Regions from separate parts of the Mus musculus genome. Here all the other regions are linked to region 6. Evidence: chromatin contacts called from public Micro-C and promoter capture Hi-C data. All regions are on one chromosome and are shown on one strand. The core of a region is the stretch at or near the end of the contact, and the rest is flanking DNA. Distances in the headings are between cores, read along the strand shown. Region 1 holds the start of Slc25a10 (solute carrier family 25 (mitochondrial carrier, dicarboxylate transporter), member 10). Region 2 holds the start of Uts2r (urotensin 2 receptor). Region 3 overlaps Nploc4 (NPL4 homolog, ubiquitin recognition factor). Region 4 holds the start of Tspan10 (tetraspanin 10). Region 5 holds the start of Sectm1b (secreted and transmembrane 1B). Region 6 holds the start of Dus1l (dihydrouridine synthase 1-like (S. cerevisiae)).

Region 1 (3,823 bases), core at 1,071-3,570, 300 kb before region 6:
CCTACATAGCCAGGAAACTGCAGCTCCCTGACTGAACGACTGGACTCTGCCTTGGGGTTGCTGATGGCCACACTGTTCTGGTTAATGGTTGTCTAGCAGCACATCATGGCTGTCTGCACAAAGGTTGACACCAGGAGGCCTGGTAGCACTTGCCAGATCCTGGGGCAGGTGACTGAGCTCAAGAATCCCAGCTTAGACCAGTCCTGTGGCCCGAAAAGTTCACTTCTGAGTACTATCTCAGCCCAGGCCAGCCCAATCAGTGCTGGGGGAATGGATACCAGGCCTGTGTTTTCTGAGCTAGAGGTCAGATGTACCCTGACCTCTTTGGCTATTAACCTCACTCCAGTGATTCTGTGCTCTTAGAGATCTGAAGGCAGAAGCTACAGACCCTAGAAAATGGTTGTGCTGACTGGTAGTAAAACGCTTGCCTGGTGTGTTTAAGCTCTGAGCACCTTCCCAAGCACTTCAAAGCAAGAAAAACATTTGGGCCTTACCTAGGCCAATAAGGTACCTCCCTGGCTAACTCAGGCCCCTTGCTTGGTGAATCTGGCCACCCCAGCCTTCCTGACCTGTTAACACATTACATGTGGGCCCTAGTATACTGCAGTTTGACCCCAATCTGAGAGCTGCATGCATGTTAAATCCTGTCTTAAAGGTAAAACAAATCCTTAGCTCCTAGCCTACGTTTTCCAGTTGGGACTTGTTCTTGCTCTACCTTGTAAGCTGTCTTTCATGGACGTGAGGTCTTCTGGCCAGTAATGGTTTCCAGCTCTCTCAGAGAAGGATAGACTACATAAGTCTACATCTGTAGCCTGGTCACCTCCATTCTGTTAACATGGTTAGACTTCCTATTAGATTTGGACCAAATGAGACAAGACAGAACTGGGCATAGCTTTGTTTCCTTGCTGTGTGACAGTCAGGCCTACTTCTATACCCTAACCATTGGCTCTGTAGCTCATGGTTCTTAGATGTAACTTTGAAGGTCCCTCCAGTGTTTTATATACAAAAGCAGTATCCTCTTGCTGAACACCAACCATGCTTCCTTTAGCATATGACCTCTGCTGTGCCTGGCAGTGTATGTCTAGTACTTGATGGTTTCTGGGTAGGGCTAGTCTATATGGGCAAGACCAAGTGGTGCTCCTGGTCTCACCAACCAAGCAGCCAGCTGTTCGGTTCCCTACCCCACAGTAGCCCAGCTAAGATATCAGATGCTGCCACCTAGAGACCTTCCTAGACGTGAGGTTGCATGTTGTCTGTACCTGCTGTAGGAAAGGAATGGATCCAGTGTGGGAAGTGCCCCTCACCCCCTTGTTATAGGCTTCCAGTGTAGGGTGCTCTTGGGCATGGGGGAAATGCCAAGATGGCACACCCCCAAGCAAGATGCCAGATCTTGCATTGTGCAACCTTGGTACTATGACAATAAGTATCTTGGCATGGGAGGCCACCTAGAGTTCTAGACGACATCATGCTCTCTACTTCCCTCGCTGCTACAAAGTTGGGCACTGGTTGGCAGGACTGGATAGGATACTCCTATTGAATGTTCAGCGGGAGCGGTGCCTGGAGCAGTTGGCCAGGTGTACGTTAGTTTTCTGCAGGACACGTGTCTTTTTCATTCACAATGCCAGACTTAAAGCAGCCTTGGGATTCAGAAATCACCTTGGCTAGCAGGTGCACCCTCAAACTGGGAGCACATGTGGATTTCTTTGCCCGTGTTCAGTAGGTAGAGATGGGCTTCTGAGACCAGGCAGATTGGAGCTGCCTCCTAGGAGCCTGAGCCAGTAACCATGAAGAATTCACAGCCCAGAACCCTCTCCATGGTGGCTGCCTAGGGCTGTGTCCACAGCAAGGCTTGGGCTGAGTTGCACTTGGCAGGGACTCGCTGGGTGTAGGCATGGGGGAGGAGCACTGCTACCCTTTACTAAGAGCCTTTTGTCCCTGATTTCTATTTAATTTGCAAGCTGGCCTCAAGACGGTTTCCATCCCCCCCTACATCTGGGCGGGGGCTGGGCTCTCGAGGGGGATAGGGGACAGAGGTCCACTGCTGCAACACGTGTCCTTCTCCTGGGTAACACACGAAGTTAGCACCAGGGCATAAGTTCAGACTAGGGCTAGAGGGTGCTGGTAGGAAACCAACCTCCTGATGAGTTGAGAATGGCAGAGCGCCTTCGGAACTGAGACCAAAGCCATGATCTGGAGAGTGGGGGTGGTCATGGGTTAGCTCAGTTTCACAGTTGGCTCCAGTGGATCGCCTCTCATTGCTCCTCGTTGCGGCCTCTTTAAGACCAGAGGCGGAGTCTCCCAAGGCTGGAGTCCGGTGGCGGGCGGAGTCCATAGGCCCCGCCCCCGGGGCTGCGCGGGCGCATTGGCTGTACCGGGCGCGGGCGCTCGGTAGCACTTTGAACCGGGCGTTGAGCAGCTGGGACCGGAGTTGTGCTCACCGGGGTCGGGCCAGGTCGCTGCTGCTCTGGCCATGGCCGAGGCACGCGCATCTCGCTGGTACTTTGGGGGGCTGGCTTCCTGCGGAGCCGCTTGCTGCACGCACCCGCTGGACCTGCTCAAGGTGAGTGAGCCTGAGCTTCAAGGCCGAGCGGGCGGGTGAGCCCTAGGCGCCGGGGACCATCCGGGGCCTGGCGCCTACAAGGCGCCTGCTGCGGCCGCCGCTTGACTGCGCACCCGGTAATTACCGCCGGTGACGCCCACGCCGGCCTGAGCCGCGGGCTGCCCCGCTCTGCGCTGCTGGCCTCCGGCTGCGGGCGCCAATACACTTACTTCCCGGTAGGCAGCGGTGGAAAATCCCCGGGGACCCTCTGCAGCTGGCGTCCGCAGGTGACAGACAGCTATGCCTCAGACAGGACCTCCTGCTCCTCAGCTTACCTGCTAATCCCTCCGCAACCACAGTCCTAACAGATGACTGCGCAGCTTCAGCTCTGCGCTATACTTAAGTAAACTCTGCCACTCTGAGCCATTCCTTTGCCACAAACACTCGACAACTCTGGTTAAAGTTGTGCGTGTGCACAGGTATTGAGATCCAAAGACCAGCCTGGTCTCTGCGCACAAGAGCACTCCCACTGCTGGGCGCTTAGCACCACCTACTGTGAGGACTGGGGGGTGGAAATGAAGGCAATGGACTAGGTGGTGATGTGACCTCGGTCATCTGCTTCCGCTTGTTTCGTTGCTATATTGGGATCAGCACCGTCCTAAGTGAGCTAGGAAGGAGACCCTGCGTTCATAGGGTCTAACCAATAAGATCGTCTCACAGCAAGAAGCAAATAGGACACGTGGTTTTGTAGGGTTTTGTGTGTGTGTGTGTGTGTGTGTGTGTGTGTGTGTTTCTTTAAAAATAAATGCTTATAGGACAAACTGAGACAGCTGTCTTCCTGTTCCCCAGGGGCATTCTCGGGGAATTTTTTCCTGATTCTGTCTTACTACAGAGAACAAAGAACTCACCCACTCTGCCCAAGGAGCTCTGGCTGCTACTTCAGCCTGTGGACTGAGCATTCACACTGGCTGCCACCTCCCCCGTCCCCCACATTGGATTGGCCCCTGAGGTCTGAGCTGGCAATCCAGCCTCAGGCAGTTTCTACTACTTCAAGCTTCTAGGGTGATCTCTGTCAATAGCTTTCCTTTCTTTGTTATTTATTTGTAGCCCCAGACTTACCTTGAACATGTTACGCAGCTAAGGCTGGCATTGGACCTTCCATGTGCAGGGATTTCAGGCATGCATTGTTTCTCCCAGATAGCTTTTCTAACTAAGAATGCTGGCCATTGGGTACACTGGGGACTGAAATCTCACTTTTCCTAGGAGTAGCATATACAGGTCCAG
Region 2 (3,928 bases), core at 387-2,886, 360 kb after region 6:
CCTTTAATCCCATCATTTGGGAGGCAGAGGCAGGCAGATCTCTGTGAGTTCAAGGCCAGACTGGTCTATAAAGCAAATCCAGGACAGCCAGGACTATTACACAGAGAAACCCTATTTAAAAAAAAAAAACCCTTATTTTTATTTATGTGTATGAGTGTTTTTATATGAATGTATGTATTCCATATGTGTGCCTGGTGCCCAAGGTGTTCAGAGGAGAGTATCAATTCCCTGGAGCTGGAATTACAGTTGGCTTTTAGCTGCTATGTGGATGCTAGGAATTGAACCCAGTTCCCCTGCAAGAGCAGCAAGTGATCTCTCCAACGCTAAGAAGGTTTTTGTTGTTGTTTTTTTTTTGTTTGTTTGTTTTGTTTTGTTTTTTTTAGTAATCTTTACCTGGAGCTAGAGAGATCGCTCAGTGATTAAGAGCACCTGCTGCTATTGCAGAAGACCTGGGTGTGGTTTCCCGCAACCACATGGTAGCTTTCAACCATCTGTAACTCCAACTACGAGATATCTGATATTCTCTTCTGGACCCAGAGGGTACCAGGCATGTATGTGGTGTATATACATTTGTGAGGTCAAGACACTCATACATATTAAATAAATCACACACACACAGAGAGAGAGAGAGAGAGAGAGAGAGAGAGAGAGAGAGAGAGAGAGAGAGAGAACCTATACTTTCTCAAAAAAAAAAAAAAAAAAAAAAGCCAGGCATGGTGCACACTTAAGCAGAATCTTTTGGTCTACATAGAGAGTTCCCAGCCAGCTAGGGCTACATAGTGAGACTTTGTGGGTTTGGTTTTTGGTTTTTGGTTTTTTTAGTCATTTGAGGGTAAGAGGACTGGTAAGGTGGCTCAGTGGGTGAGAACACCTGCCTCCAGGACAGATGGCATGAGTTAGAGCCTGGAGACCTGCATGGGAAAGAAGGAAAGAACCAATATCCAAAGCTTGCCCTCTGACCTCCACATGATCACTGTGGCATGCACACATGTACACAATCACTCACACATGCACACCACACAACAATAACCATCTTCCTGGCATGGCACATACTGTTTTCTTCTACCTGCTTTTGATCGACTGCCCTCCACCACTGAGTACGGAATGTGAGGCAGGGGTGCAGGCCCATTTCCTTAAAAAAAAAAAAGGAAATCCAAAGGCCTTTCTTTTACCTATTTTTCTATCTGAACCTTTAAGCCCAGTCTAGCTGTTGCTTTTGTGATTGGAAGAAATCATTTTTTTAAGCATGTGCGTAACATAAAATGGGAAATGGGGCTCTATCTGAGGTTGTGAAGCCAGAACTTAGCGTCCTTAACTTTGCCTACTCTGACCTACACCTCACTGTGGTCAACTTTTTAGAAGAAGCTTTTGGGTGTGACTTGCAGTTCTGCTGGAGGAGTGTCCTGGGGACAGCGGGTCCTAATGGCTCTAGGGTCCTCCTGGGTAGTTGACACAAAAGGGATTCTTTGGAGGGTTCCAACAGGAGACAGGACTTGGTGAGCCTTTGTCTCTCTGCAGAGGGACAGTGACTCTGTCCTTCACAGAGGCTGTTAGGGCATGGAAGTAGGTTGCAGCTTTGAATCTCTGACACTAATCTTCTCCCACAGGACAAGTTCCCCACGGGTTCTCCTCACCGAGCAGTGGTCCTTCCACCAGAAGCCCAGGGTGAGGACAGAGATGGCGCTGAGCCTGGAGTCTACAAGCTTCCCCATGCTGGCCGTGTCCAGAAGCACTGCGTCTGAGCTTCCTGGTGGCTTTAATGTGTCCCACAACAGTTCCTGGACTGGCCCAACAGATCCCAGCTCCCTGCAAGACCTTGTGGCCACCGGTGTCATCGGGGCAGTGCTCTCAACCATGGGTGTGGTGGGCGTGGTGGGCAATGTGTACACTCTGGTGGTCATGTGCCGATTTCTGCGTGCCTCGGCCTCCATGTACGTCTATGTGGTCAACCTGGCCCTGGCTGACCTGCTGTATCTGCTGAGCATTCCCTTCATCGTAGCCACCTACGTCACTAAGGACTGGCACTTCGGGGACGTGGGCTGCCGAGTTCTCTTTAGCCTGGACTTCCTGACAATGCATGCCAGCATCTTCACCCTGACCATAATGAGCAGTGAACGCTATGCAGCAGTACTGAGGCCCCTGGACACCGTCCAGCGCTCCAAGGGTTACCGTAAGCTGTTGGCGCTGGGCACCTGGTTGCTGGCACTGCTGCTGACCTTACCCATGATGCTTGCCATCCGGCTGGTCCGTAGGGGCTCTAAGAGCCTCTGCCTGCCAGCCTGGGGCCCTCGTGCCCACCGTACCTACCTGACGCTGCTCTTTGGGACCAGCATTGTGGGGCCTGGCCTGGTCATTGGGCTGCTCTATATCCGTCTGGCCAGGGCCTATTGGCTATCCCAGCAAGCTTCCTTCAAGCAGACACGGCGGCTGCCCAACCCCAGGGTTCTCTACCTCATCCTTGGTATCGTCCTTCTCTTCTGGGCATGCTTTCTGCCCTTCTGGCTATGGCAGCTGCTGGCCCAGTACCACCAGGCCATGCCACTGACACCCGAGACTGCACGCATCATCAACTACCTGACTGCCTGCCTCACTTACGGCAACAGCTGCATCAATCCCTTCCTCTACACTCTGCTCACCAAGAACTACCGTGAGTACCTGCGTGGCCGCCAGCGGTCACTGGGTAGCAGTTGCCGTGGCCCAGGGAGTGCTGGCAGCTTCCTGTCCAGCCGTGTCCACCTCCAGCAGGACTCGGGCCGCTCACTGTCCTCCAACAGCCAACAGGCCACAGAGACCCTCGTGCTGTCTCCAGTTCCCCCTAATGGGGCCTTTGTGTGAGAGTGCTTTGTGTGACCCTGCGGGTAGGAAAGGACCCAAAGGCAGGCCACTCAGGAACCCATTCCCAGAATCCCCTACTCAAACCTAACTCACTTGTCTGTCTTCTTGTGGAAAGTCCCCTCTTCTCTGTTGTTCTCATCAGCTCTATCAGAGCCTTTCCTATGATGCCAATACATTCCTGCTTCAAACCAGTCTCTGAGGGGCTTCAGAAGCTGTGGCCCAGACCCTCTTCTGAAGACCCTGGTGTGCTGAGTCATGTAAGGCCTAATTACCCAGAGCAGCTAGTACCAGGCTGTAACCTGACCTTTGATGTAAGCCCTTCCAGCCTGAGGACCCTCCCCCATTGGTTGGTAAGGGGCCTGCAGGCATCTCTACCCTCTCTCTCCCCATCCATTCCACGGTAGCTTCTTGCTCCCATATGCACATGGAACAATAAACCCTGTTCTCTGAAGTGTGTCCTGCCTCAGTGTTGGGGGTGGAAGTTGGGGTGGGATGGGGGTCCTGGACTCAGGGATCCCCCAACATGAGGCACCTGAGTGCTTGGTGAGGTTTCCAAGCCTTTGCCTTCATGGAAGCCCTCCCCTGTGCTTAGGGTGGGAAGGAGGGCAGGTAGCTGAGAGATCTGAGAGGCTGGGATGGGGTGGGGTGACTGGGAGACGCCGCCCAGCTAGCACTGAAGCTCAAGTACAGGAAGGAGACCCCACAGGCTGCAGTTCTCATAGGAGGCAGCACAACCCGCATGTGGCTCGTGTTGACAGCAGTGAGGTCTGGGCTTCATTGCTCCTGGATAGACTGCTTCCTTCCTAAGTACCACCCTCTGGACACCTTTTGCCTGGCTCAGCATTTCTCCTACATGGGCAGAAGACAGCTGCGCACCCTTTTCAGGGTGACCATCAGAGGCTGGGACAGCACCTTGGTCTCTTGGTAGTACTCTTGTCGAATGTCAGGTATACTGTGGTGACAGGACACGGAGGGCAGGTCTCTGCAGTGATAAAGTGTTTCAGAAGTAGATTCTGGGGTCTGACCACAGTGCTTTGTGAGTTTTTGTCTTGCTATTTAAAAATGAGGGAAGGGGCTGGAGAGATGGCTCAGC
Region 3 (4,053 bases), core at 1,295-3,794, 370 kb before region 6:
GACAAAATGTCACAATGCCATACTCCCCCAAATACAAACCACAAAGTCTGGTGTGGACCCGGACAGCTTCAAAGGACAAATGCTACCATTTAATGGCCTACATAGGGAAGGTCCTGATTTGAAGACAACAGAATTCTTTCTTTCCTGGCGTTACACACAACAGCGCACATCCTCTAAAAGTTAACTTCCTTACCAATAATTGGCCATCTGACTGCATGTGTTAACACAGCCTGTGCTCAGCTGGGCCGAGGACAGCCCTCCCATTCCTTCTGTCTCTGCCCTCTGGCCTTGCTGAGCTCGCCATCCACAGCAATCTATCGAACCCACACTCTCAGGCCATGGCCAGCTCTCCCTCCATCCATGTGTCTCATACACAAGTCCGAGACTGGATAAGGTGACATGAGTTGCAAGCATCCAGACGCGGACGATGCAACCACTGATTTACACCATATTTCACATCTCAGTCTGCTCATCTACGGGTCTCAAAGAACTGCCACAATCAGCAAGTTCCCAGGCACAACCCTGACTGTCCTGTTGGTGGTTTTTGGTTTGTTTTGGTTGTTTTGTCTTGCCAACTTGGCAAACTAAAGTCTACAAGAGGGAAGCACAACTGAAAGCCTGCCTGGTACACTGGCCTGTAGGCCAGCTGTGGGCAGTCTCTTAATTAGCACTGATATGAACGGGCCCAGCCCACTGGTCAGGTGGTCCTAGGGTGTTTGAGAAAGCAGGCTAAGCAAGCCAAGAAGCATGAGCATTCCTCCATGGCTTCCACTTCACTTCCTGTGCTGCTCTCCCTCGAAGACTGCGACCCAGGATGTGTAAGGCAAATCAGCCCTTTCCTCCTCCCCAAGCTGCTTTTGGTAGTGGCGTTTTATCACAGCAATAAAATCCTAACTAAAACACTGACTTATTTAAAAAAACAAAAAAACTCCACATCTCACTATGCAGCCTGGGCTGGCCTCAAACTCAAAATTCTTCTACTTCTACTTACTGGGTGTTAGGATTACAGATGTGTGCTACCCCCCCCCCCCCCAGGGACAGAGGGTCACCACACTACAGGGTTGGGCAAGTCTGCTGGTTTCTGCCACTGTGAAGCACACACCTCAAGCACATGCCAACACTTTCTTTCCCTCTGACAGGGCAGACTCCCAGACACAGCTTCCTGCTCCAAGACTGCTGAAGGCCTGCTTTCCAAAAGAGCTGCCACAATTCTACTTGCTCTGCTCCAACTTGACATGACTTGTGGCTAAAGAACCGTTTTCTCTCTGAAGCTATTCACAGAACCATCGTGGGTCATGCCTGACCAGAGGTGTCTCGTGGCACTAAATCAGCTCCAGCCTTTGAAGACGGGAGGTGACAGATCATTTCGCAAACTTTCAGCTGCTGTCAACAGGACACACAAGAAAGAAACTGAGAGAACAACTGGTCCAGTGCTGAACAGCAAACCGAAGAAGAACAATGTCTGCAAGTACAAGTACTGACAGACATGCAGAATCCCAGGAGCGGGGGCTGCAGCTCTCAAGAGCTGCCCTCACCTCCTTATCCCCCATAATTCAGAGGCAATAAAGCTGTCAGACTGTAACCAGAACTTCTGCTTCTAGCACTGGATTAAATATGTCTAAACATCCTCTAACTATAAAATACTTGGCTCAGACACTGGATCGATTTTAGCAAATACACTGTAAAAACACTGCTGAGCTCCAAAGGTAAAAAACACCCAGGCCTTCCAAAGCTCGCAGTGATGTCACTAATAATAGCAGAGGACACGACTGTCCCTCGGCCAAGGCCAGGATCAGGAACTTGAGGCTCATAGACGACAGTGTTTACTGGGCAACAGATGTGTCTTTGAACTCCCTGCTCACATTTGACTGCTGAGCCTGAATCTCCTACATAAACCAAAGGACTAGCCAGACTTGATGGTGCACACCTGTTATCCCAGCACTTGGGAAGGAAAAAAGCAAGCAGTTACAAATTCAAGGTCAGCCTTAGCTAGACGTCAAGTGCAAGGCCAGCTTGGATAATGTGAGAACGTCCTTAAAGAACAAAAAAACCCCACATGACTCAAGGATGTCAGAACAACCAAGAGAATCCAGGAACTCAGAATGGGAACCAAGAAGAAACTGAGTCTACTTCCACCAGATGCTCTGCAGGGCAAAGTCACCTCCAAGACCAGGCACACGCATATGGAGTGAAACCTGGGCTGCTTCTGGGATCTGGAGACCCAAACCAGAAGAGAATGCAGCTCCACAGCACCCCCTGGTGCTCACATAAGCAAATGCCACTAAAGCTTGCATCAAATAGATCCTCTTCGAAGCCACACTTACCCCAATAAAAACCAAAATTACAAGGGAAATAAATTTCCACGAGGAAGAATTGACAGAGTAAGGGCTGAGAGAGAGAGGCAAGTCTATGACTCAAATGCTGGAATTACAACTCATAAACACAAACTCCAGAGAATGGATCAGAAACCTTTCAGGAAAAAGCTAGGAGCCGCCTGGCATTTTGCAGTGCTAGACATCAACAGCCCCTAGGAAAGGGAATCAAATCACGCTTTGGTTAGGCCTAGTGGTTCAGGCCTGTAAAACAGCTACTCAGGAGACAAAAGGCAAGTCCAAAGCTAGCCTGGGCAACACAGAAAGAAGACCGTCTCAAAATAAAAAGTTTAAAAATGAGGAGGAGAGGGGCTGGTGAGATGGCTCAGTGGGTAAGAGCACCCGACTGCTCTTCCGAAGGTCCAGAGTTCAAATCCCAGCAGCCACATGGTGGCTCACAACCATCCGTAACAAGATCTGACTCCCTCTTCTGGAGTGTTTGAAGACAGCTACAGTGTACTTACATATAATAAATAAATAAATCTTTAAAAAAAAAAAAAAAAAAAAAAATGAGGAGGAGAGACCTGGGGATACAGGGTAATGGTAGGAAACCATACTCAGTCTCGTGTTTTGTCCCCTGTCCATCTTAGTCTCTACCTGCCTCTTGTCTGCTGGGGTGAACTGTTCTGCCCCACTGCATGCTCCTGCAATGTCCGCTTTACCACTCCAGAGGCGATGGAGCCAAGTCACTGTGGACTGAAACTAAACCAAAATAATCTTTCCTCCCTCTGTTTCCTCAGGTATTTATTTTGTCCCACTAGTGGAAGAATACTCCACAACACAGGATACTCATACCAGAACACCACAACCCACATAAATCTGTACTTTTTTCAGAGTCTCACACATGCTAGGCACATGTGCACCCACCACTGAGCTGAATCCCCAAGCCCAGTGATTATTACAAACTTTCTGTAGCACATTTATTTATTTATTATTTGTAGTATGTTCATATTGACTTGTTTTACAGGGGTGGCAGTCAGAGGACAGTCTGTGGGGGTCAGTTCTCTCCTCATGTATGCCCCAGAGTGAGCTCAGCTTGTCAGGCTTGATGGCATCACTTTTACTTGCTGAGCCATCCACCATACAAGCCTTTATTTATTTATTTATTTTATTTAAGATAGGGTCTCACTTTTTTTTTTTTTTTTTTTTTTTCGAGACAGGGTTTCTCTGTGTAACCCTAGCTGTCCTGGAACTCACTTTGTAGACCAGGCTGGCCTCGAACTCAGAAATCCACCTGCCTCTGCCTCCCAAGTGCTGGGATTAAAGGCATGCACCACTACGCCCGGCTCTAATTTTTTTTTTTTGAAGTATTTGTTATTACTACTACTGTTGTTGTTGTTATTATTTGCACCTGTTCCTGGCTTATACGTGGGTGTTCTGAAAATCCAAACTAAAATATTTCACCTGTCTCCTTTTAGGTCTATGTTAAGGGTTTTTTTCTAATTTCTAGTCAAATTTGAAAAGGAATCATATATGTGTATGTTTTTTTTTTAGTGGTGATGTTGCTAGGGATGGAACCCAGGTTCTTACACATACTAACTAGGCACATGTTCTACCACAAAGCTAAATACATAAAAATATATATTGTGTAGGTTCAAAACAGCTTCTCTCTGTATCCCTGGCTGTCCTGGAACATGCCTTGTAGACAAGGCTGACCTTGAACTCAGAGATCCACTTACCC
Region 4 (3,757 bases), core at 136-2,635, 350 kb before region 6:
CCTTGTGTGATCTCTTTGCTTACTACTTTACTTAGTGACTATCTTTTTTTATTTTTTATTTGAGACAGGGTTTCTCTGTGTAGCCCTGTCTCTGTGGCTGTCCTGGAACCCACTCTGTAGACCAGGCTGGCCTTGAACTTAGAAATCTGCCTGCCTCTGCCTCCCAAGTGCTGGGACTAAAGGCGTGCCCCACCACTGCCTGGCTTCTTAATTATTACCTTGTGTGACCTCCTTGTTTGCTACTTCACTTGATTACTTTGTCTTTGATCTAAGAGCTGACCATGTTTTTTGGATGCACCTAGGATGCTATACAAGCAGGCTGGAGCGACATGAAGCTGTTCCAGCCTCAGCACAGGCTGGAGTCAGGGTATCATTTTCTCTAACTGTTTTTTTTTCTTTTCAATCCTCACTCCCTCACTTGAGACCCTGCTGACTGAATGAGCTGGCTTGGTCAGGGGAAGAAAAAAAATGGGGTGTTGCTGCTGCTGCTGCTGCTGCTGCTGCTGCTGCTGGAAGACACTGGAGGGCTCCAGGCAACAGTGAGTGCAGTGGAGATGGGGTTATGACAAAGGCCGGGATGCACAAGTGCTAGGCCATTCGATTGTCTGGCATATAAAGTTATAAGTCAGAAAAAATGGTAGATAAAGCTAAAAGTGGAGGCTGAGCCTGAGATGTCTATCAAAAGTTAAAACTCAGGGGAACTGGGGTCCAAACAGGAGGGGCATTTTCCATGTACAGCAGAACCTTGCCCTAAACATGTCTACAGAAGGGCTTCCTGATGTCTCAAGGTCCTGTGGGCCTATAATGACACTAACACATCTACATCACACATACATACACACACACACACACATACACACACACACACCAGTCAGAAGCAGGGAGACAGAGTTAGGTGGTAGGGCCCAGTGTTGACAGCCTAGGGACATGCTTTCTGTCTCCACAGCGAGTTGCTCAAGTCCTTTAGACTGGACAGTGATCACAGCAAAATCCTGCTTCCAACAAGCTTGGAGGGAAGGGACATCTGGAACGTGAATACTGAGTTGTTCTTGCTCTCCATAAACTATAAGGATAATTGGCTTTTGTACTGCCTGTGGGGCTCCTGGGGCTGCTATTGTGAACCAGTTTGCACAGAACTGATCTTTTAGGGGTGCTGATAGGAGACCAGCTGAGCCTACAGGCCAAGACCAAAATGGGACTCAATAGTGATGGCCATGGGTCCAGCATCAGGGCCACCTTAACAAAATCATGACTGTGCAGACATTAGGGATATCTCTGGAGCCAAGGCCAAGAATTACAGGCTAGAAAGACCAGATGTGACTATAGAAGCAGGCCCCTGCTGTAAGCCCTAAAATGTGACTCCTCACATGATACCACTGTGATCGCACTGGAGGAGGAGCTTGCAGCTCTCCAGCTCTGGCTTATACAGTTCACAGAGAAGCCAAGGGACACCGGGACACCGTTATTTTAGGACTGTAACCTGTTCAGAGAGACCCTGGCCACTGCTCTCCGTGGTTTTCTCCAATTGTGTGGATGATGAAGGAAGAAGAATGCAGCCCCTTGCTGTCTCAGGTGAGCCGACACTTAATGGCCTAGCTCAGGTTGAAGATGTTTCTTGGATCTAAGGTCCTCTGGGAAGCCCCTGGACCAGGTTGCAGTCTACCTGACTCCTGGCCCCACCCCCCAGTCTAGCTGTGTGCTTGACCCATGGGTACACTTGGGTGCTAGCCTTTAAGGTGCCCCCTATAGGCCTGAAAGAAGTATTGATTCAGGATCAGGTAAGGGCAAATGTCCTTTGAGGCTGATTGTGGACTCTGTGGCCTCAGGCAGTCTTAATGCTGCCAGCTGGCTCTGGCAGGTTGTCCTTTTACTCTGACAGACTCCGGCTGACAAATAACCTTCACATATTCTGCTCCAAATTTAGGGTGAAAGAGCAATCCACACACCTGGACAAGCTTCTTCCTGTGGGACGGGGATGAAATGAGACCCTTGCCTAGATACCTGGCTGTAGTCATGCCTAAGTCACACTGTCATTCGAAAAACAAGGTTACCCCATCTCCCTTTAGAGGGTCTCTCTCAGGTCTGCCTCCTTGCCTCCTCTAAATTCCTGCCTATTGGCTGCCTCTCTCCCTGCCCAGGAAGCCAGGCAGGCAGTACCTAGGCAATCTCTCCCTGCATCCTCTACACTAGGTTCAGCATAGTGTCCACACTTGACCTAGGATCAGTCGGTGGGCCCGAGATGATACAAAGAAAACAAGGTTCGTTTCACGCAGAAGGGTAGAAGGGTAGTCACGGGATCAGCTTCTCTATCCCAGGCAGCCTGCACTTATGGCTTGGGTGGGAAAGTCCCTCTTGTGACTGCACAAAGTCACTGCTGGTGGGGCACTATAGACTGATTCCACCACAGAGACCATTCCAAGACTAGGGAAGCAGACCCACCTGCCATGATTCTGCTGTGTTGGAGGAATAGAAATCCTGACCCTGGGCAAGACCACGCTGGTCCATCTTTCACAAGGGTATAGAAGAAAGGGAGTGGGTCCATCTTGTAACTGCTGCTCTGCCCAGTGTTTACCAGGGACCTTTCAGGGAGCTGTCATTATACTGTCCTAATGGAGATTGGCCTCACACATCGACCCTGGAAAGCAGTGAACTAGGACCCTCACTGCCCTTTTAGATTACAAGTCCCCAGGCCCCAAGTTACTGATTCTTCAAATCTTTACTTCCTTCCATAAACTTCCTCTAAGCCCACCCCAGTCTCTTAGCCCCTCTCTGGTGAGGCCTCACCCCTGCTCGATGTCACAGAGTCTGTGTGACTGAGGTCTCACCAATGCATCCTCTAAGTTTCCTCTCCTTCTGCAGGACACTGCTGGCCGAGAGCACCCACTCACCAGGAACAGTCCACCTACCGCAAATATTCCATGTCCAGCACCCTGGGAGAATCAGAAGGGGTCCTGGGGCTGCAGGTGCTGTCCTGGAGCAAAGCGCCAGGCCTCAGGGGAAGGCCAGGCCTCCTCCCTCCCCCTTTCCACAGGGAGCAACTGTGTCAAATATCTGATTTTCCTCTCTAACTTCCTCTTCTCCTTGCCGTCTCTGCTGGCCCTAGCTGCAGGGCTCTGGGGCCTGACTGTTAAAAGGTCTCAGGGGATTGGCTGGGGTGGACCCGTGCCTACAGACCCTATGCTGATGCTGGTGCTGGGAGGCCTGGTGGTCAGCGTGGTGAGCCTGTCTGGATGTCTGGGTGCTTTCTGTGAGAATAGCTGCCTGTTGCACTGGTACTGTGGGGCTGTCCTCTTTTGTCTGGCACTGGAAGCCCTGGCAGGGGTTCTCATGGTAACCCTCTGGAAGCCACTGCAAGATAGCCTGAAGTATACACTTCATGCAGCCATCATTCACTACTGGGATGACCCAGACCTGCACTTCCTCCTCGACCAAGTCCAGCTGGGGCTGCAATGCTGTGGGGCAGTATCCTACCAGGACTGGCAACAGAACCTGTGAGTGTCCCCCAAACGCCACGTGGGTAAGAGAGGGGGTGGTTTAGATGCCTCACTCAGCCATTTGAGCATGCATGCATATACATGTGTGTGTGAGTGTTCTTGTGTGCACACACAACCACATGCCCTGCACTCCTGCTTCCACATGCCTGTACACAAGTGTAGTTGTGTAACACATATACCCTCATCTACTTTCGTATATCATTCTTTTTTTAAACACAAAATGAAGTCTCATACTGAGGCTCACACATATTATATGCAAATGT
Region 5 (4,038 bases), core at 638-3,137, 270 kb after region 6:
CACACATCCACGCCCACACACACTCTCTCTCTCACACACATTTTTAATGTCTTTTTCCGGGTGTAGTTGCACCTGGCTTTAATCCTAGCACTCTGGAGGAACAGACAGCAGAAAATAACAAAGAAGATAGGGCTGTCTGCCAAGCTGCTGAAAGCCCTGCTGCCAAGTCTAACTGCTGGGTTTGATCCTTCGGATCTACGGAGCTGAAGGAGACAAACTTGAAGTTTGATTCTCCACAGCTAGTGTGGCTCTGGCTTTTCTCCAGAGTCCTAGCTGCTCCATATCATGTCCTAACACGAGAGTTCTCAGCCTTCTTCCAGCGGACTTGGGTTATGTGCCACCCTTGTGAGGGTGAGATCCTCAAGAGGGAGAAGATGGCATTATTTCTCTTTCAGGCCTCTATTTTGTCTGTGGACCCAGATCCCAGCCACCTTGTCTCTCAGGCCCTGGGAACTTCTGGGTTTTTCCCAGCTATAACAGGACCTCTTTACTTAAGTCAACAGAATGACCAGAAGTAGGCTGAATCTGTGTCCACCTTGCTTGCATCTGTGTTCTTTTGGCTCCAGCTCATGATCAGCTCTGCATATAAGTATGGCAGTTACTCAAGGAGCCTTTGTCTAACGCCCATGAACTCCTCATGGCTGAGGAGACAAAGAACGGGAGTCTCTGAAGCATCTGTTGGCTTTCGTAGTGTCATGTTCCAGATCCCCCCGAAATGCATGAAAAGTCTCTAGTCATTGTTCTTAGTTTGCAGTGATCCAGGGTGTCAGAATAACATTCTCACAGATCCCTTAACACAGTCACCCCAGCAGGAGGAGCCACCTTTTCGGAACCCCATTATCCCTCAACCAGGACTTATTGGCAGCACCCTATCAGAACTGAGATAGTGATCAACCAGACTACGCTGTGACCAGGACTTCTTAACGATGTAGACCCTTCCCACTCCTCTATTTAAGCCCAAAGCTCATGTTAGTACCTTAAAGATGGGTTGACAGACTTTGTTGCCATTCTTGCCCAAGGACTGTGTGGGTTAAGTCCCTTCCCTGTATTTTTATTTGATTCCTTAGGGGAGATCTCTGTTTCAGGACTCAGCTGGCACAGCCAACATGGTATGTCACCTTTCTGACACTCCCTTCCCAATGCCTTTGCTGGATCTCCTGATGGAAATGATGCCATGACCTATGTCCACCAGTTATGAGTGCTGAGCCCCAAAGGAGATAGAAGCAGATCTGACCCCATCCCATGCAACACAATGGCCTTCAGCTCAGCTGGGAGTTGCATGCATGGAGCCTCAAGGATTTTGCAGAAGAAAGTCACAAGAAGAACCTTCAACCCCACAGCCAGACGTTGGCTTCTACTTATGTTAAGATGAGACCCAAACAACAGGACCCACACAGGTCACTGACTGAGCATAACATAGAGTCTTGATTCTCTGAGTGACCAGCCTCAGAAATTCACCCGTGTCAACTGCAGCTCACCTGTGTGCACCAAATCCCTCCCCCTGGCTTACGTACTCATGATCAGATGACAAGAAAGAATGCTCTGTTCTCTTCTTCCCATTCAGTTCACACCGAAGAACCCAGCTGCTGCACCTGCTCCTCCTGGAGCTTGGTGGGAGGCACCTGGAGAGACACAGATCCACTCTGCTCCTGATGTCCAGGGTGCCTGGACACTCCTCAGCCTCACCTTTACTCTGGACAAATCACTGAGACACAGGCATCCAATAAACAGAGGGTCCCAGAGAGGCTGCAGCCAGGGACACCCTGCCTGAGGGTCTCACCCCACATGCTTTAGAGCCCCAACACTCTGGGTGCCACCTCCCCTCCAGTTCTCACCTGCATGTGTGCTCCAGCTTCTTACCTGCTTCTCTGGCAATGAACTCTGGTGTAGCCCTTGCTGAGCTCATCCTGACCTGAGGGCGTGTCAGGGAGGAGGCGGTCCAAGTACCACCCGTTCTCATACCCAAGGGACTGCATTAATCCAGGAAGAAAACAAACTTCGGGAAAGAGTGTCATTTGCAGGAACTACCCTGAGTCCACACAACAGTGATGAGTTTCTGAGTGACTCCTTCATTAAAACATTTTAATTGAAAGCGGCTTTTAGCTACTTGCCTTAGGAGCACGGGAAGAAAGTCTAGGCTTTTCCTAGGCTAGTCATGGCTGCGGTCAGTGTTTGATTCAGGGCTCAGGGACTGCTCATTTAGGGGGACTTGTCTCCCTGCATGGGACATCACAGGCAAGAAGACTCTGGGCAACCACACAGGGAAAGGCAGGAGCCTAGTGCCCACACTGGACACAGTGCATGGGCTCCACATTCACAGGGTTCCCAGATATCCCTAGTGCCAACGTTAGAGAGAGGATCAGATAACCATGATCCCATGATTGTAGTATCCCTCCGGCAAGGCTTAGGCTACCAGACCGGAGGTAGGGGTCCTTGGGATGGTGGGGCAAGGATGTCCTGTGGTAAGGAATCTTGAAGGGCAGCTAAAGGTTCCGTGTCTCACCCCAAACATTAAAACACCTTTGTTGTCTCAGTGAAAACTCACCGTGAAAGTGAAACTAGGTGATTTGTTTTGAAACCACAAGGCAGGGACAACAACATTACAAGTCTTTCCCAGTGACAGTTCCAACTCTGAGGTCAGTGTCTACAGGTGATGATGCAGCTTAGCCTTCTGGAGAGTCTGTGTGCAAAAATCCCACCCCGGTGTGTACACGGTCTCAGTGTGTATACAGTCCTGCTGTGGTCTCACTGGCAGACACAGCTGCTTGTGTCCTAGCTCCACTAGGAGTCACCTTCTGCACATTCTCTGATCAGAAGTTGTGACATCTCCTGTCTCACCCACAGAGTTTTCAGAGATTTATGCTCCAAGGTCACTCTCAATTTCCTCAGCAGGATCTGCTGAGAATTTAGGAGTGCTGGGTATCTATTTCCTGTTGTCCTCTGTCCTCTGTGGCTTAATCCTATTTTTAATTTCTCTCTCTCTCTTTCTCTCCCTCTCTCCCCCCTCTCTCTCTCTTCCCCCTCTCTCCCCCTCCCTCCTTCTTCCCCTCCCTCCCATCTTCTCCCCTCCCCTTTGTGTGTGTGTGTCCTACCTTAGGCACTATTCACAGTTTTGAAGCAGGGTCTTTTGTTGGCCTGGCTTTCACCAGGTATGCCAGTGAGTCTGAGAGAGCGGTACCTCCTCAGTGCTGGAATTATAACTGTGCACATCATACTCAGCTTTTAATTTTTTTTTTTTACACTGGTTCTGGGGATCAAACTTGGGCCCTCATTTTTGCAAAGCCATTGCTTTACCTACAGAGACATCTCTTCAATCCATCCCTTTGTCTTTCATGCTTTTGGGGTTTCATGAATGATTCTGTGGTCACACAGCGTCATCTGTAGAGATAGATGGCTCATGTCCTCGGGCCATATATGTGTTCTCTTCTTGGGAAGCTGAGTTTTCAGATGTCTCCATATCCTGGTAGCCAACTAGCCTATTTGGATTGACGAGCCAACAGCGATGGGGGAGGGGAAATGAGGTGAGTAGAGTGTTAGTGAAGCCTTGAGGGTGGAGCAGGAGGAAAGATGTGCATAGGGCAGAGGTAGGGGTCAGATTGCAGCTTAGGTCTCTGCTGTCAGGAGCTTGGTCTTGAGGATCATTTTACTTTGGGGTCTGATGTCCTCACATCTGTAAAATATCCCGTGAGGTAAAACACCAGCCTGAATGAGAAAGCCTGGCTTTGACCCTAAAGAAGAGACTCCAGGCTGTGACTGCCCTGGAAGCACAGCAGAGGCAGGTCATCTGGACCAATGGACAGCCAGAAGGCACCACAGAGTGGTCCTTCTCCTAGGACACAAGTGACAAGCTGTGTCCAGACCCAGGGTCAATGACCCTGCTGGCCCTGACCCCCAGAACAGCAGGAGGAGCATGCACTGTCCTAGAATCTACTTACTGTCTTCTCATGCTAATGACAGAGTCGCTGTTCGTCTCTGTGTGGGGGTGATCTCATGGGCACACTGGGACAACTCATGTACGCCATCATACAGGGACGCATG
Region 6 (3,681 bases), core at 672-3,171:
AGCAGAGGGAAAGGGAAACCAACCAGCTTTCTTAGCCCTGACTTTGGAGCTCTGCCTGCTGTCAAAACTCCAAAGTGGGCCACACAGCCTAAGATCATAATGGGTGCTTGGGGGCCCAGTGAGCCTGAATTGTGGGATTAGAGCCAGGGACCCACACCAGCTGGTCACAGTTATCAGAAGGATACCTATGTGGCCAGCAGAGTCTGGTCCCCAGTCAAACACCTGAGGACTCTTCAGGATGTTAAGTTCAGAAAAAGGGCTGCTTGCTGGCTACAGGTGCCACCACAGTCAGAGGCAGGGATTAACTCTCCCCATGTGCACCAATACCCAGGCTCCACTGGAACAGGCCTGGACCCCTTATTTGGAGGCCTAGTGGGCCTAGTATTGGCCTGGACAGGTGTCAACACAGGACTGGAGCAATGACCTCACCTCTCTTGGCTATCATCTGTGGGCAGCCCAAGTTCAGGTCAATGGCATCACAGTAATCTTGTGCTAGGAGAGCCGCCTGGACAAACACCTCTGGGTCATTGGCACAGAACTGAAGAAGACACGAATGCCACCCTCGGTCAGCCCAGGCCTAGGACTCTCCCTGCCTAGGCCACCCAGCCCTGTGAGGAATCCCATGGTGACTCAGTGAGCTATGGTCTTTCCACCGACATTGACAATATGACAACCACTAGGAATATGAGCTATAATGACATGTAACAGAAGCCACTGGCACAGACTTGTAAAGAACTGTTGGTTCTCGACAGGAGGGTACTGAGACGGAGAAGGATCAAGGTGACACTGGTGCTACACTCCTCACGTCCTCCAAGCTGCCCCTTCACCGGGACTCTGGCTAGTTCCCAGTTCTGGGGATGCCCACTCAGCAGCATGTGTCATGCAGGACTTCAGGGACCCCGACCCTTCTCCTGGGTTATATGTATATGACAGGGACAGCTTGGGAATGCTGTCCTTATATACAGGGTCTGGAGCTTAGGTGCTACCCAGTCCCTCAGCTCACCTGCACAATGAGAGGCCTGTCCTCGGGGCACACATCACAATACAAGTTCTCTTTGCGGTAGTTAGCATCTCTAACGAAGACCTGGGCATGTAGCATAGGGGTGTAGCATAGCTGGGCTCCATGGCGGCGGCTCAGAAGTCTCCAAGCTAGCTCACTCTGGTCCACCATGGGTGCCACCACATGTCGGGCACCCCCCAAGGTGCGGCTCCAAAACTCAAAACCCTGCAGTTTGGGCATCCTCTCCACACTAAGGGCAGAAGAGGAACAAGCGCTCATTTCAGCCATGGTATACCATCATACCCCAGGAGGGTACGAAGTTCAACTCCAGGAGCTGACCGCTCTCGTCAGCTTTTGCTGTCGGCTCTCCCAAGAACACGGTGAAAACAAGAGAGGTATCCGTAGGCACAGGGTTGAGGTGCCCTCCCTCCACCTTTCTGGCAGTGACCCTGACATACCACTCACCCTCTCTGGACCTTCTCCCCTTAAACGCCAGCCTGGTGCAGCGGGTGTGGAGGATGAACAGGTCTGTGGGACCTGCACAGCTGAGACCACCCGGCTGCACGAGGCCTGACGCCGCCTCGGATCTTGGGTTGGGAGAGTAGCGAGCACGTCAGCCTCCACGGCTCCTTTCCTGGTCGGGCCCAGAGCCCCCTGAGCTGCCCCTACCTAACCCCTGGGCTGGCTGGGGCCCGAGACCGCCACCGGACGTCCACGGGGCTTGAACTAGGACTACTTCCCGCACCGTCGGAGTTGGCCAGGGCTCGATGAAGGTCTGTGACTGCGGGCACGCTCCAAAGAAAGGGGCACACAAGGCCCCGTAGCCTCTGCCTGACCCGCGGCGCCGCCAGCAGGACCCGCACGAAGGCGGCGGGAGCCGCCAAGCGCCGTGGCTCAGACTCAGCGCAACGCCGCCGGAAGTGCCGGAGCCGGAAGCGTACTGCCAGGCGCTCCGCACCGTCTGCGGTGCAGCAAAAAATAAAGTCCTCGGAAACTGCAGCTCAGCGCTGAAGGGACCGGCCTTGTGGAAACGAGAGAGTTGAGCAAGAACAGACTGCGCATGCCCGGGGTCACGCTGTCCCTTCCAGACAATTGGCACTCGGAGGCCTTTCCTCCCACCTCTATCCCCCAACCCACCTCCGCAATCCAGGAGCAGCCCTTGGTTCTGCAGACACAAGACGTAAATTTAGTACACCACCACAATAGGAAACGAGATAAAGAATTATTACTTCAGATCCTGGGTAGAAAAGGCTACAGCAGGCCAGGCCTTTGTCGAGTAATGAGTCGCTTGCTAGAGGGAAGGAACATGCATAAAGAGATATGGGGCCGGGCAGTGGTGGCTCATGCCTTTAATCCCAGCACTTAGGAGGCAGAGGCCTGGCAGATTTCTGAGTTCGAGGCCAGCCCGGTCTACAGAGTGAGTTCCAGGACAGCCAGGGCTATACAGAGAAACCCTCCCCAGCTCTCAAAAACAAAAATAAAAAAAGTTCTCTCCTAAGTTCTTTTTGTCAGGGTATTTTAAACAGGAAACCAAACTATGGCCGTAAACTGTTACTGTTTTAATAGTAGTGATGTATTTCACTGAGAGAGATCTACCAGACTCTGCCTCCCAACACAGAATTCAAGGCCTGAACCGCCATGTCTGAGTTGTTTGACCACTCTTTAATCCTTCTACACTGCTTCCATGCACCTCGAGTTTTCAGAATCCAGAGTTTGTATCGTGCAACTCACATGCTTCCAGCCTTTCCCTCTGTGGTCAGACTTCCAACTCCACAAACCATTGAGTCCTGCTCTCCAGCCTTGGAACAATTGCTGATACATACTTTATAATGATATATGTATGTATAATGATACATGTATAACGGTATAATGATATAATGTAATATATATGCATTACTCAAGCCATTTATGATACTTTAATTTTCTGCCTTGTAAGGAAATGACAGGAAGCTGGGTGGTGACACCACACCTTTGATCCCAGCACTCAGGAGGCAGAGGCAGGAGCAGCTCTGTGAGTTGGAGGCCAGCCTGATTTAGATCAGAGCTAATTCAGGATAGCCAGGGCTACACAAAGAAACCTTATCTCGAAAAATAAAATAAAAAATAAATAAAGTAAATAAGAGGGGCAGGAGAGATGGCTCTGAGGTTAAGAGTACTAGTTGCTCTTCCAGAGGTCCTGAGGTCAGTTCCCAACACCCACAAGGCAGCTTACAACTGTCTGTAACTATAGTCTTATGGTTTCCAATGCCCTCTTCTTTTTTTTGGGGGGGGGGGGTTTCGAGACAGGCTCCCAATGCCCTCTTGTGTGCAGACATACATACCGATAAAACACCATATACAAGCCGGGCATGGTGGTGCACGCCTTTAATCCCAGCACTAGGGAGGCAGAACTCTGAGTTCGAGGCCAGCCTAGTCTACAGAGTGAGCTCCAGGACAGCCAAGGCTATACAGAGAAACCCTGTCTCAAAAAACCAAAAACCAACCAACCAACCAAAAGACCCACCATATATATATATATGTATATATATATATTCATACATATATATATATATATATATATAAACTAATTAATTTTTTAAAAAAACAAAGAAAATGAAAGAAGAAACTGCACAGCCACAAGCGGACATGACCCACAGCCGGACATGACATGATGGTGCACACCTTGAATCCCTCCAGGTCCC

The links. Promoter capture Hi-C pulls out the DNA fragments that hold promoters and counts their contacts. Hi-C and Micro-C count contacts between places; a contact is called where the count stands out from the background.
Region 1: a contact with region 6 is called in a promoter capture Hi-C map of stem cell-derived epiblast-like cells, with 3 times the contacts expected there. The contact joins the promoter of Slc25a10 here to the promoter of Dus1l in region 6. A contact is called at or near these places in 25 of 39 promoter capture datasets (the 3T3-L1 cell line, 3T3-L1-derived adipocytes, the C10 cell line and 16 more), 3 of 15 datasets of contacts at CTCF or cohesin (the NIH/3T3 cell line, large pre-B cells and pro-B cells), 59 of 484 Hi-C or Micro-C datasets (the 63-12 cell line, B cells, the Ba/F3 cell line and 38 more), 31 of 115 datasets of contacts at active chromatin or transcription factors (the 230-238 cell line, the NIH/3T3 cell line, the SCID.adh cell line and 20 more) and 4 of 9 other capture datasets (adipose tissue, embryonic stem cells, liver and 1 more).
Region 2: a promoter capture Hi-C map of stem cell-derived epiblast-like cells shows a contact between it and region 6, with 2.3 times the contacts expected there. The contact joins the promoter of Uts2r here to the promoter of Dus1l in region 6. A contact is called at or near these places in 1 of 39 promoter capture datasets (stem cell-derived epiblast-like cells) and 1 of 115 datasets of contacts at active chromatin or transcription factors (embryonic stem cells).
Region 3: a contact with region 6 is called in a Micro-C map of embryonic stem cells, with 3 times the contacts expected there. The contact joins the enhancer-like site here to the promoter of Dus1l in region 6. A contact is called at or near these places in 1 of 484 Hi-C or Micro-C datasets (embryonic stem cells), 5 of 115 datasets of contacts at active chromatin or transcription factors (bone marrow-derived macrophages, embryonic limb bud, embryonic stem cells and 2 more) and 1 of 9 other capture datasets (liver).
Region 4: a contact with region 6 is called in a promoter capture Hi-C map of embryonic stem cells, with 2.0 times the contacts expected there. The contact joins the promoter of Tspan10 here to the promoter of Dus1l in region 6. A contact is called at or near these places in 14 of 39 promoter capture datasets (the 3T3-L1 cell line, the C10 cell line, cranial neural crest and 6 more), 2 of 115 datasets of contacts at active chromatin or transcription factors (embryonic limb bud and large pre-B cells) and 3 of 9 other capture datasets (adipose tissue, liver and pancreatic islet).
Region 5: a contact with region 6 is called in a promoter capture Hi-C map of stem cell-derived epiblast-like cells, with 2.6 times the contacts expected there. The contact joins the promoter of Sectm1b here to the promoter of Dus1l in region 6. A contact is called at or near these places in 4 of 39 promoter capture datasets (embryonic stem cells, liver and stem cell-derived epiblast-like cells), 3 of 484 Hi-C or Micro-C datasets (cerebral cortex and cortical neurons) and 7 of 115 datasets of contacts at active chromatin or transcription factors (the 230-238 cell line, embryonic stem cells, large pre-B cells and 2 more).

The regions. Positions count from the first base shown.
Region 1 is chr11:120,489,517-120,493,339 of GRCm38.p6, forward strand. Slc25a10 (solute carrier family 25 (mitochondrial carrier, dicarboxylate transporter), member 10) reads left to right here and starts at 2,321. Exons shown (of 11, transcript NM_013770.2): 1 at 2,321-2,560. The coding sequence starts at 2,471.
Region 2 is chr11:121,158,635-121,162,562 of GRCm38.p6, forward strand. Uts2r (urotensin 2 receptor) reads left to right here and starts at 1,637. Exons shown (of 1, transcript NM_145440.1): 1 at 1,637-3,339. The coding sequence starts at 1,678. The coding sequence ends at 2,835.
Region 3 is chr11:120,421,552-120,425,604 of GRCm38.p6, forward strand. The region is part of intron 3 of Nploc4 (NPL4 homolog, ubiquitin recognition factor); the gene reads right to left. Among named protein-coding and RNA genes, the nearest start is that of Nploc4, 14 kb to the right of the region's middle. Within about 2 kb of position 2,545, at least 20 of the 459 cell types and tissues checked have an H3K27ac peak or open chromatin away from gene starts, as enhancers often do. A contact at or near this core is called in embryonic stem cells and liver, where this site is marked.
Region 4 is chr11:120,441,246-120,445,002 of GRCm38.p6, forward strand. It overlaps Tspan10 (tetraspanin 10), which reads left to right and starts at 1,386. Exons shown (of 3, transcript NM_145363.2): 1 at 1,386-1,572; 2 at 2,860-3,491. The coding sequence starts at 1,534.
Region 5 is chr11:121,061,682-121,065,719 of GRCm38.p6, forward strand. Sectm1b (secreted and transmembrane 1B) reads right to left here and starts at 1,888. Exons shown (of 5, transcript NM_026907.3): 1 at 1,836-1,888; 2 at 1,515-1,622.
Region 6 is chr11:120,794,474-120,798,154 of GRCm38.p6, forward strand. Dus1l (dihydrouridine synthase 1-like (S. cerevisiae)) reads right to left here and starts at 1,922. Exons shown (of 14, transcript NM_026824.4): 1 at 1,670-1,922; 2 at 1,004-1,250; 3 at 430-538. The coding sequence starts at 1,240.